Regions from separate parts of the Mus musculus genome. Here all the other regions are linked to region 1. A link is a contact called in public promoter capture Hi-C data. All regions are on one chromosome and are shown on one strand. The core of a region is the stretch at or near the end of the contact, and the rest is flanking DNA. Distances in the headings are between cores, read along the strand shown. Region 1 holds the start of Bod1 (biorientation of chromosomes in cell division 1). Region 2 holds the start of Eml6 (echinoderm microtubule associated protein like 6). Region 3 holds the start of Npm1 (nucleophosmin 1). Region 4 holds the start of Acyp2 (acylphosphatase 2, muscle type).

What was found. Promoter capture Hi-C pulls out the DNA fragments that hold promoters and counts their contacts.
Region 2: a promoter capture Hi-C map of embryonic stem cells shows a contact between it and region 1, with 2.3 times the contacts expected there. The contact joins the promoter of Eml6 here to the promoter of Bod1 in region 1. A contact is called at or near these places in 3 of 39 promoter capture datasets (embryonic stem cells, hippocampal neurons and liver) and 2 of 115 datasets of contacts at active chromatin or transcription factors (astrocytes and stem cell-derived neural progenitor cells).
Region 3: a contact with region 1 is called in a promoter capture Hi-C map of liver, with 2.8 times the contacts expected there. The contact joins the promoter of Npm1 here to the promoter of Bod1 in region 1. A contact is called at or near these places in 3 of 39 promoter capture datasets (hippocampal neurons, liver and pre-B cells), 1 of 484 Hi-C or Micro-C datasets (CD4 T cells) and 2 of 9 other capture datasets (adipose tissue and liver).
Region 4: a promoter capture Hi-C map of embryonic stem cells shows a contact between it and region 1, with 6 times the contacts expected there. The contact joins the promoter of Acyp2 here to the promoter of Bod1 in region 1. A contact is called at or near these places in 5 of 39 promoter capture datasets (embryonic stem cells, erythroid cells, hippocampal neurons and 1 more).

The regions. Positions count from the first base shown.
Region 1 is chr11:31,670,313-31,673,246 of GRCm38.p6, forward strand. Bod1 (biorientation of chromosomes in cell division 1) reads right to left here and starts at 1,550. Exons shown (of 4, transcript NM_001024919.1): 1 at 1,189-1,550. The coding sequence starts at 1,389.
Region 2 is chr11:30,024,570-30,027,503 of GRCm38.p6, forward strand. Eml6 (echinoderm microtubule associated protein like 6) reads right to left here and starts at 1,464. Exons shown (of 42, transcript NM_146016.2): 1 at 1,321-1,464; 2 at 1-531. The coding sequence starts at 7.
Region 3 is chr11:33,161,673-33,164,606 of GRCm38.p6, forward strand. Npm1 (nucleophosmin 1) reads right to left here and starts at 1,534. Exons shown (of 11, transcript NM_008722.3): 1 at 1,250-1,534. The coding sequence starts at 1,307.
Region 4 is chr11:30,648,001-30,650,934 of GRCm38.p6, forward strand. Acyp2 (acylphosphatase 2, muscle type) reads right to left here and starts at 1,396. Exons shown (of 4, transcript NM_029344.3): 1 at 1,301-1,396. The coding sequence starts at 1,379.

The sequences.
Region 1 (2,934 bases), core at 300-2,799:
TCAGTGTCTGCATGGCTCTGGTCGCTCTACGAGAACATGGAAGCAGGAAGGATGGCCTACCTGTGCAGATTGTGGCCTAAGACATGTCTATGTAGGGAAGACCTTACCGCACATCAAAGCCGTAGGACAGGCCCCAGCAGCCTGTAGCTGACAGCTGAGCCCCAGCTAAGGCCTACTAGACCAGCTTGCTTGGTGACTCACAGCCCTGACAGCATGAGGAGCAACCACTACCCTGGGGAGCCCTCTCAGTCAGCAAAGAGGCTCCTAGCTCCACACCTTAATCTTGGCAAGCAAGTTTTGTAATGGGAAAGGAAATGTTCTGGCTACTATATACCTGCCCCGTGACACACATTCCAAAGTTTCCAAATGAGGTGAATTAGCATTTTGTTTAACGGTAGACTGGCCTTTGGCACTGGATCTAACATAGCCATTAACTCCATTTCAATTAGTTAAATGGAAAAAAAGAAGGTGCTGATTCGACAGCTTATCCCAATTTGACCTCAAACAAGTCTGCAAATGATTCAGCTGGGGAAAGGGACTATTAACGTGCAGTCCCATCCAGCCAGTGCTAAAAATCACCTCCCAGGTGAACAAGGGAACGGGTGGAGCTTCTAAAGTACTCTACCTTTCCCATGGGTTGTAAAACACAAGTTTCTTGGGTATGGAGTGGGTATACGTGTGCAGCCATTAAAGAATCCTCAAGTTCAGAAAAGCGAAAGAACTATAAATAAATAAATAAATGAATAGATAGATAGATAGATAGATAGATAGATAGATAGATAGATAGATTGATTGATTGATTGATTTAAAAATCACAGCTGGTAAGGGCTCCAGTGTCGGGTGTGCACCACTCAGAAGATAGATAGATAGATAGATAGATAGATAGATAGATAGATAGATAGATAGATAGATAGATAGATAGATAGATAGATAGATAGATAGATAGATAGATAGATAGATAGATAGATAGATAGATAGATAGATAGATAGATTGATTGATTGATTGATTTAAAAATCACAGCTGGTAAGGGCTCCGGTGTCGGGTGTGCACCACTCAGAAGATACCGGTAGTGCCCCGAGCAGCGCGTCCCTGCCAGGCTCTCGAGGTGCCTTTTGTTTTACTCCGGGCTCTGGCACGTCAAAGCAACTGGATGGTCCGCCCCCCTTGGTCCCCCGAGGCTCAGGTACCTTAGTGTCCACGTCGGCCAGGCAGTCCCGGCGGAAGCTGTCAAACAGCCCACGGCTCTTGAGCTGCTCCACTATGAGAGCGATGAGCTGCGGGTCTCCCGGAGGCAGCGAAGCGGGATTGACAGGGCCGCCGGCCCCACTCGAGCCCCCGGACGGTCCCGAAGCCTGGCCCGCCGCGCCTGCTCCCGCACCGTCCGCCATGGCCGCACCCCGCGCCCGCGCCGGGCCCCGCGCTCCGCTGCTCCTCCGGGAGCCGCGGGCAGAGCTGCGCAGACACGGAGGGGCCCACGGAGGCGGCGGCGACGGAGGCGGCAGGGTGGGAGGCGGCGGGGACCAAGGCGCTCCCCGCTCGCCGCGCTGCCGGCGCTCGTCTAATGGCGTCACCGACGGCCTTTGCATTGTGGGACGGTTGGTTTCCTGGAGCCATCACCTATGTTCTTATAGCCCGTGTCTGGCCGTTAGAAACTACAACTCCCGGCAGGCTGTTGGCTCGCTCGCGCTAGTTTGCGGGACAGCTTGGGCATTGTAGGCTCAGAACCTACCCAGTCACGGCAGCCCTCCCAAATCAGACCTCCGGGTCACCTGCAGAACTGATTAAAAGATTACGAGTGTATCCTTTAACGACTGTGATTCAGCAGCTCTGTATTTATGCCTGGCAGCCTGTGCTTTTGACAGTCGCTCCATTCCCACGATCCCCTTAAATAATGTGATCTGGGAGATTTGGTTAACAATGGGTTAATCTTATTGTTTTGACAAAATTAATTTTTACTTTTTGTGTGGCAGGGAGGGGCGGTGGAGCGTGCGACAGCACATATGTGGAGGTCAGAGGACTACTTGGGACACACTGGTCTCTCCTGTGATGTAAGTGGTGGGATCGAACACGTATCCTCCAGCTCAGTGGCAAGTGCCTATACCCTCTCAAGCTCTCTAACCTGCCTACTAATCAAACTTCTGTTCAAAAGTTTGTACCCTTCTGCCTGATTAATAGCAATGCAGATTCATTTTACGAACTCGTAAAATAACAAGAAGAAAATAAAAACTGCTGTTAAGTCTTTTTTGCATGTGTGGATTTTCGCCTTAGCATTAAATATTGTCAGCATTACTAATAGTAGATCCAGTAAGTAGAATGAATTAGATGTAATAGTGCTGCACTCTTTAAATACGTTCACAACTACCTGAAAGCTGGCACTACTATTTCTTTGTGCAGATGCAGAAATAGAAGAACAGAAATAATTACCGTGGTCATATATATACCTAGATGAAGTATAGTAGGTGCTGTGGTCCAGTGTTTAACCTAACATATCCACGGTCCTGATAGCTAGCTGTCATTTTACAACAAGTAAAATACCCTAGCTTTTACACCCACAAGTCTGCACTGAATTCCCCACTGTTGCCCCTATTAGAAAAAAAAGTTTGGATTGCTAAGAGAGACCATCATTTCAGCTAAGTGTCTGGATGAGGCAAACTTTACTTGATCAAGAGGCTTGCTGGGGCAGGAAAGGGCAGGGGAGGGAACACACCTAGACAGGAAGTGCATTTGGTTTTTATTCTGAGGAAGGTGAATCCTGTCTTTTCTCAGTTGGCTAGGGTCCAACATAACAATCTTACTCAGTTATCTGAAAAGAATTTGTGCATAAGAAGTAGAGGAGGAAGGGGAAAGAGGTCACTGCACCAAGGAGAAAAGGCCATCAAATTCCTTTGTGTAAATAAAAAATGTCCACGGGATTCTAACATTTGCAGGTCTTA
Region 2 (2,934 bases), core at 214-2,713, 1.6 Mb before region 1:
CCGCCATGATAAGCCGACACCGCGCGACCCCCGGGTGCCCCGAGCGCCGACTCTGTCCTCTTCAAGGCTCGAGCTGCGACGGACCTGCAAGGGCTCAGGGTACAGCACCGGGCGCCAATTTCCGCGGCGACGCACAGACACAGCCCAGCACGCTGGCCGCCACCATCATCTGCTGCTGCGGGAGAGGAGCCGCCGACGCCGGTGCACAGCAGCAAGACCCCGCTGGGCTCCCCGACTCCTTCTCCCGGGGTCAAGCGGGCCTCGAGGGTACCAGTACCCGCACACACGCCTCACTGCACCTGCGGGCTTTGGGCGGCGGGAGAGGTTCTCCCCGGGGTCACCCGGCCTTTAAAATCAGAGATCTGCATATCCAGACACGGATTACCAGTTCTCCAAGTTTGAGGAGCGCGGGGGGCTTCGCAGCAGGCGGTGGGATTTATTCTGTGACAGGTCTGATCTGACAGGCAGACGGTTACTCCGGTTTACTGCTTTGCCATCACCGTCCTTGGATCCGAAACTGACAGTCTATATCTAGGATGCGAGAACGAGGAAGAGAAAGAATTTTTGCATGTCACCCAGCACAAGAAAATAATTACCAAACTAAAACCAAGTTGTGGGATTTTTGTTTGTTTATTTTTGGTTTTTTTTTTTTTTGATTGTCCACATTTCTCCTTCCATATCCACCTTAATTATAGGAAATACTCCCTAAACACTTCTGGCCGGTAGTTGCTGCTCCAATTTGCAGTAACACTTGCTGTTTCCTCTATAAAGCCAGGGTGAATATGCAATGGTCATTCTTTTAGATGTTCCAATTAGCTGTCATATATGTGTTTAAAATCCAAACCCTCTATGCGCCTTCTCTTCACAGAGAAAATCATAAAAACAAATAAATACTTAACAGCTCTCCCCTAATTAAAGACTCCAATTGCAAGTGTCATAATTTTTTTTTCTCTGAATCGGAGGAAATCCGGCTACCTACAAATGCTCCCGATCGAAAAATAATAATAAAAATAATAAAATAACAGCAACAATAATAAAGTGTCAAAAAAAATCATGCTCCTCTCCCCACGGAGATTTGAGCTAGCTATGAGACCCAAGGGCTCTAGGATCTTGCCTTTAGGTTGGCAGGAGGGGGGGCGGGGTCTCCCGTGGAGCCCGGGTGTCAGCGACACCCCATGCTCAACCTGGCGCCCACTTTTGCAGATCTGAGGGTTGGTAGCCCCAGGTACACCTGGCTCAGGCTCTACGGTCCTAGCGAGTTCCTGCACTCCCACCCGGACCAGCCTCGCACGTAGCATCCCTGCTTTCTCCGCCTCTAACCTCTGCTGCCGGCCTTGCGTCCAGGATCTCGCACCAGCCAGCGAAATCCTCTGCCTGCCCTCCCTCCCTCCCCGCGCTCCCGGGTTAGGTTTCGTCACCGGGGATCTGGGGACCAGCTCTTCCTCCTTCCCTGGCTCCAGGGGCGGGGCCAGCGCAGGGAAGAGTTACGCGGCGAAATTGCGCCGGTTCGGAAACGCAGACGCCTCCTAGGGCCGAAACCTCACCTCCCTTTGCCCGCCTGTTCCCTATGCATCTTGGAAATCGTAGTCCTCTGTAAACCAGCTGCTGAGGCGAGCGCCTCTAGTGTACTACAAGTCCCAGGATTCCATGCATCCGCAGGGCCTTAGTACCGGTGCCAGGGAAGTCTGCGTTTCTCCTATCGGACCCAGCAACTCACCCAGAATGGCGTTGGTGTTCCATGGTGACCCAGGCCAGCGGCATGCGCGTCTGTGCTGAAAGCAGAAAAGATGACGTGGAAAAAAATTCAGGGGCTTTCCTCAGGACTTTCACTTGCGCCAGTCCCAGAGGATTGCTGTAGCCCATCTCTTTCCTTGTTGCAGCACTTGACTAACGCTGTTTCCTACTTCAGTTTCCCCTATTATTCCAAAGGATTCTGATTTATCCAAGTGCAGTGTTACAAAGTTTAAGAAAAATACAGTGGCGTGTGGTCACTCTGTCATGTGTAGGGAAATAAGCGCCTTCCTGTGACCTGCCTTGTGCCCATGCAATAAATTTGGCCGTAAAAAACAGAAGCCAGTGGCTATTCTAAAACTACCTGGAATAAACTAATTTATTCGTTCTGATTTTCAGATTATGGCCGCAGCCAACTTTTGAGAACAGATTTTATAATCCACTTGACTAAGAAGCTACGAAAGGTTGATACTTTTGACTCTTCTGTGTTCAAGATGTTTCTTTATCTACGTGGAGTTTTAATAGGATGCTGTCCTGGTAGGAAAGGCAATGCTATAGATAAGCACCTAAGTGTAGTGAGCTGTTGCCTACAATGTTGAAGAGAAATTGAATACACTTCATATTTTCTGAGAAAACAGAGTCAACAAATTCGAGGAGGTCTCTCTCTCGCTCTCTCTTTAAGACAGTAAGGACACTACTAAACATTAAAACATGGCTTAGAGGGGCTTGAAATGTCTTGGTCTGCTTTCTATTCCTTTAATCATTTATGCAGAATTTTGTTTGTTTGTTTGTTTGGTTGGTTGGTTGTTTGGTTGATGATTCTAGAGGCAAGGAAAACCAAGAACATTGCGCTCATCATCTGATGATGGGCTTAACTACATCCTATGCTGGTAGAGGGCATCACATAGCATGATAGAACGAGAATGCTAACTCCTGTGTCTTTTTAAAGCCATTAGTGTCATGGTCGACCCAACCTCATTGACTTATTGATTTATCTAATGCTGACTAACTCACAGAAGCCTTATCTCCAAATACCATTAACATGTAAATCAGAAAATTGAATTTTAAATATATGGACTTTGTGGAATATGGTCAAACCATAGCAGAAACAAAGTTGAGAGCAAAAATCGAGATGGTGAATTTCGTAGAGAAATAAATTATATATAAGAAGACAAAAACATCTTCCAGAAATAATAAGGAAAA
Region 3 (2,934 bases), core at 284-2,783, 1.5 Mb after region 1:
TACATCAAAACCCAAAGCCTAAAGTTCTGTGAAATCAACTCAAATGAAACATTAAAAAAAAAAATCTTTAATTTTCTCATAGTACTAACTACATTGAGGCAACATTGCTGGTTTCCACAGTAGACTTAATGAGTCTCTTTAAAGTAGTATGGTGAAATCGGTATAAACACTACTAGAATTAATGAACGAGTGGCAGAGTTCACTGTTCCTTTAATCTCAGGACTGTTAAAAAGCTAAAACGTGAATCACTGAAAAACAAACTGATTCTTTTAAACAAAAACTGGGTGTAGGGTAGGCAGCAAGACTATAGATGTGATCCCCAAAAGCCTTGATGCTAAAGCGAATCTTGTCTGTTCAACAGATCCTTCCCTCTCCCCACCCCAAGAAAAAGTAGTTCTAGATAGAGCCAGGTAGATGATTTAAGGGTACTCCTAACATTAAGCCACGTGGGCCATCAGTACAGCTATCTGCAACGTGATGCTGACTCCGCCTACCAGAGGCAAATTAAAAAGGGGGGGCTCCATCACTGTGGATACTGAAAGATATGAACAAAGATCTCAAAAACCCATACGCCACGGGCTATGAAATAAACATTTCCCTCCCAGAACTTTTAACTAAGCCACAAGATCCCACGGCTGAAGGTTGGCTAGAGTCGGAGAGCCCGGATGTAGAGCCCACACCCCCTCCCTAACCCCCAACCACGTGGCAACCACGTGCTCCTAGGGGTTGCTGCCCCTTCTGCCTCAGGGCGCCTGCTCGGACCATTCCCCGTTACTGGGCGAAGCCCTCGGTCGCCACAGAATACAAGATGCGGCCCCTGGAAAGCCCAGCGCCTGCAGATGTATCCTCCCCAACAGGGCGGAGGTAGGCCTCGCCTCGCTCCACAGGCCCCTTTCTCCCGTGCCGCCTGCCGTGGCTCAACACAAGAGGAAAAAAAGGAGCTCGGAAGCGACCGTGCGGGCTTTCGTGCACAGGAGAAACGCCTCTCAAGTTCGCGCCACAGGCAAGGTCGCACCCTCGCCGGCCGGCCGGCCGCTCCTAACACCCGAGGCTACAGGCTGGGCCGCTCCCGCCCCATTTTCCGGCGGCTTTCCTAGTGTTCAGGCCGCTGCTTCTAAGGCCTGGGAGATTCCTCCTTGCTCTCCGGCCTCCACCTACGCCGCGTTCCCCACACGCCAGGCCTCGGCTGGGCTCCCGCCCCCCCCCCCATCACCAGGCCCTGCACACGCTTCCCCCTCCAGTCAGTTACCGAAAAGGTAGTTCTGAGGCCTAAGAGGACTCATGTCCATATCCATCGAGTCTTCCATGAGGTGGAGGCGCGCACTTCGGTGTGGGAGAAGCCGGACGGAAAACAACTGCCTCCTGTTCCACAGAACAGACGCGCAGGACGGAATCACGCCAAGGAAAGGACGCGGGCTCTCCGCACGTATATATGGTCGCAGGAGATCTCGCGAGATCTGCGCTAGTCCTGCCTCCGCGAGCCTCCTCTGGATCCCTCCCACTCCCCGCACAGTCGCGCTTTTGCGCGTGCGCCTTTCATCCTCACGCCTAGGTACCTCGCCCCCCTCCTCCTCCAGGTGCTTGGCGGGCTCTCACTGCGCACGCGCGTTCGTCTCTGGCCCCGTCCCTCCACTACTGTCGCCCAAGCGCAGGCGCGTTTTCTCTTTGTGGCCTCGCTCTGGGTTTTCAGGGCTTCCACGTCTTCTCCGCTCGTGCTCGCGGGCCCAGGGCCGAGAGCGTGCGCAGCCCACCCTGAAAGATGGCGGCTGCAGCCAGGGAACCACAGAGCGTCTCTTTTCTCCACCCTCCGTTCCCCGTAGGCCTGGAACAAGCATAATCACCTCAGGATTTGGCTTGCTCGAAGGCTTGCTCTTCGTTTTCACGTAGCTTCAGGAGCCCAGGGCGGAGTGGCTGGATCTAGGCTACTTTCCCCGCAGCCATGCTTTTGCACCTCTTTTCTGAGGCAGCATTTTCAAAACGAAAATTATCAGCTTTATGTCATTTGGGGACCAAAGAGAAACCCAGTCAGTCGCCTCCAAAGAGCATCTTTCTAAAACTTTAGAGCGTGCAGAACTGAGAAAACGCAGGCCGTCTTCATCATTCCAAATGAAGGCCTATCGCTTTTTTAGAAATTCATGAGCCTTAATACGAATCTTCGGCTGGGAATTAGCGCTTTAAAATGAATCCTGACGAACATCCCTCAGCGTTGGGTGCTTTCTGACAGCGGCCCTAATCTTTTTATCTCAACATGGAGCTAGCATATTTAAGAATTTGGGGGAGGAATGTAGATAATGGTACCAATGTTTGTAGACTCCAGAGACGTGTCAGATATAAATGCATGTGAGCCCATTACGTATCAAATCCTAAATTCGGAGATATCTGTCAATATGTGAATTTCAGTTTGCAACTATAAGGAAAAAATCATGAAACTTGGAAGAATTGTGTGTGTAAATAAACAGAGAAAAAAAAAAAAAAAGTCGGGCGTGGTGGCGCACGCCTTTAATCCCAGTTTGCGGGAGGCAGAGGCAGGCGGATTTCTGAGTTCGAGGCCAACCTGGTCTACAGAGTGAGTTCCAGGATAGCCAGGGCTATACAGAGAAACCCTGTCTCGAAAAACCAAAATAATAATAATAATAAAATAAACAGAGATAGACTGGGTATAGTGTGGGAAAGAACGGGTGAACAGAATTTGACCATCCAAACTGAGAAGGTGCAGGAGGAAGCATTGATACCCCTTGAGCCTGTGCAAGCCAGACAGTTTGATTGTTTCTGGATTCTGAAGCTTATTTAAATGCAGCTCATGCTGGTTTAATCCCAGCACTCTGGAGGCACAGGCAAGTGGATCAGGAGTTCAAGACCAGTGGTCTACAGAGCAAGTTCCAGGATAGGCAGGACTACACAGAGACTCAGTTCTTCCTGCCTCCCCGAAACTTT
Region 4 (2,934 bases), core at 146-2,645, 1.0 Mb before region 1:
AGAGGCAGGAGGATTTCTGAGATCGAGGCCAGCCTGGTCTACAAAGTGAGTTCCAGGACAGCCAGGGCTATACAGAGAAACCGAGTCTCAAGCCCCCGCCCCACCCCCCAAAAAAGAGAAAAAATAAAGAGAAAAAGAAAAAGAAAGAGAAGGAGGAGGAGGAGGAGGAGGAGGAGGAGGAGGAGGAGGAGAAAGAGGAAAAGGAAAAGGGAAAGGGAAAGAGAAAGAGAAAGAGAAAAGAGAAAGAGAAAGAGAAAGAGAAAGAGAAAGAGAAAGAGAAAGAGAAAGAGAAAGAGAAAGAGAAAGAGAAAGAGAAAGAGAAGGAGAAGGAGAAGGAAAAGGAAAAGGAAAAAGAAAAAGAAAAAGAAAAAGAAAAAGAAAAAGAAAAAGAAAAAGAAAAAGAAAAAGAAAAAGAAAAAGAAAAAGAAAAAGAAAAAGAAAAAGAAAAAGAAAAAGAAAAAGAAAGGCATTATTTTTATGTTGAAGACCGGAACCTGCATTACAGGCTTATAAGGACTAGCTCGTCCTTGGTCTGGTACAGAGCAGAGCACCCATTCCAGGGCTTGGTGACTATTAAGCAAGCACTCTACTGAGCTACATTTCCAGTCTCAAAAAGTTTTCTTCTTTTAAATGGATGATATACATTAAATAGTTACAGTATTTATACGCCATTAGATAATTTTCTCAAGTGTATAGACCAGCCTGGTCTTGAACTCAAATATCCACCTTCTTCTGCATAAGGACTACATGCACTACTATGTCAAGTTGCGTTAGAAAAAATTAAAAGAATGTTTTAACGTTTTAAATTACAAATATAAAGATTTAAAGTAAGTCAGACATTATATTCTATGCATCTATTTAAGCTTATAATCAAACAAAAATTTTAAAACTTCACTTAAATGGCCTGGGAGTGTACTTCAGCAATCTAGTACGCAAATGTAAGACTGTGCATAAATATATAAGGTTCAATCTCCAAAACCCAGGAAGGAAAAATTGCTAGCTGGAGAGGGGCTACAACCTCTGACAAAGTAAATCACCCAGTATCATTCAGGTACCCTTGCTTTTCTGCCGCACTTAGGCGTCCCCCACCCCCATCCTATAGGCTTGCAGCGTCCTCTTCGGGAACCCAGGGTGACCTCCCTCCGCCCCGCGCTAGCCCGTTCTCCCCGCCCCGGGCTGCTGTGTCATGGCTGAGCGGAAGTCGCTGCCTCAGTGAGAAGAACCGTCCCTAAAATGGATGGCATAAGCTTCCTCCTCTCCCTCCCACGGCCTCGTCTTGGCATCCCAGGTCAGACCGTACCTTGCACTGTCCCGAACACTTCGTAGTCCACAGACTTGAGCAGCTCGGTCATGGCGGCCAGCCTTCTCCCGAGCAGCATTAGCTGGGTATGTGGCGCGGAGACTGCGACAGCCGCCAGGGGAGGAAGACTTATGGGCTCTGGGACCGACGCCCAGAAGCCAAGACAAGAGCGCGCTGGGTCATGCGTAAGAAGATGGCAGATGACCGTTGTACACAGTGAGGGCGACGGGACACCCGGCGCTCGGGCTCCCTAGCAGGGTGCTCCCTCTCTGCGTTCCCCAGGACCCGGTTCTCTAAAGAAAACGGAGGTCGGGCATGTGAGGGGATTAAACCAACTAATATCTACCCACCGACGTTTATTTGACACAAAAAAGGTTTTGTTTTGTTTTTTCTATAAGGATGAAAATAAGAGGGTGACTTGTTGAGAGGACAGAGCGGGTAAAGTCTAAGTGGGTAGAGATGAGAAGGATAATAGGGGGAAAATTACCAAAATTCATTATATGCAAGGATAAAATGTCAAAGAATTTTTAAGTTTTAGGTGATTTTATATAGGTACACTGTAAAGAATACATAGTATACCCATGGGTACACTGTAAGGAGATTAATTCAAGCTAATTAACTTTCATCTCTGATTTCATTTAAGATTTCAACGATTTTAAATATATATCATTCTTAACTATACTCACCATTGTGCAAATATATGATAATCTCCACTTCATATGAAGAAAATGTGTGCCCTTGAAACAATATCCCCATTTCCAACATCCTGAGGTGGACATTTGAAATGAAGGACCTGCTTAGCTTAGTGGCACAAAGGGTATTTGGTCAGTGTGCTGGCTAGTCTTGGCACAAGCTAGAGTAATCTTAGAGGAGAGAACCTCAAGTGAGAAAATGCCTCCATAAGATCTAGCCATAAGGCATTTTCTTAATTAGTGATTGATGGGGGGGTGGGGGAGGGAGCAGTGGAACCCAGCCAGTTGTGGGTGATGCCATCCCTAGTCCAGGGATCCTGGGTTCTATAAGAAAGCAGGCTGAGTAAGCCATGTGGAACAAGTCAGTAACCAGTCCCCACCCCCACCCCACCCCCCATGCCTCTACATCATCTCTAGGTTCCTGCCTTGTTTGAGTCCCTATCCTGATATGTACAGTGCTGTGGAGGTATAAGCCAAATAAACATTTTCCTCCCCCAAGCTGCTTTTTGGTCATTGTGTTTCATGGCAGCAATAAAAACCTTAACTAAGACAGACAATGAATCAATTCTGAAATGTTCTGACGGTGCCAAATCTGTGGTGATTCTGAGATAAAGTTAGGCTTGATCTTTTCATTCAGGCTGATGAATCTGAAAGGTGCCTTGTGGTGATTTGGCTAGCTTTGTTGCCCATACAGACTGTGTTTGAATACTTGGGCCCATGGGAAGTGGCATTATGAGGAGATATGGCCTTAGTGGAGAAAGTGTGTCCCTGTAGAGGCAGGGCTTTGAGGTCTCCTATGCTCAAGTTATGCCCAGTATGGAATCCTGTCACCTCTTAGTTACCTTCAGACAAAGATGTAGAATTCTCAGTTCCTCTGGCACCATGTGAGCCTGCGTGTTGCCATGCTTCTGGCCATGATAATGGACTAAATCTCTGAAATTG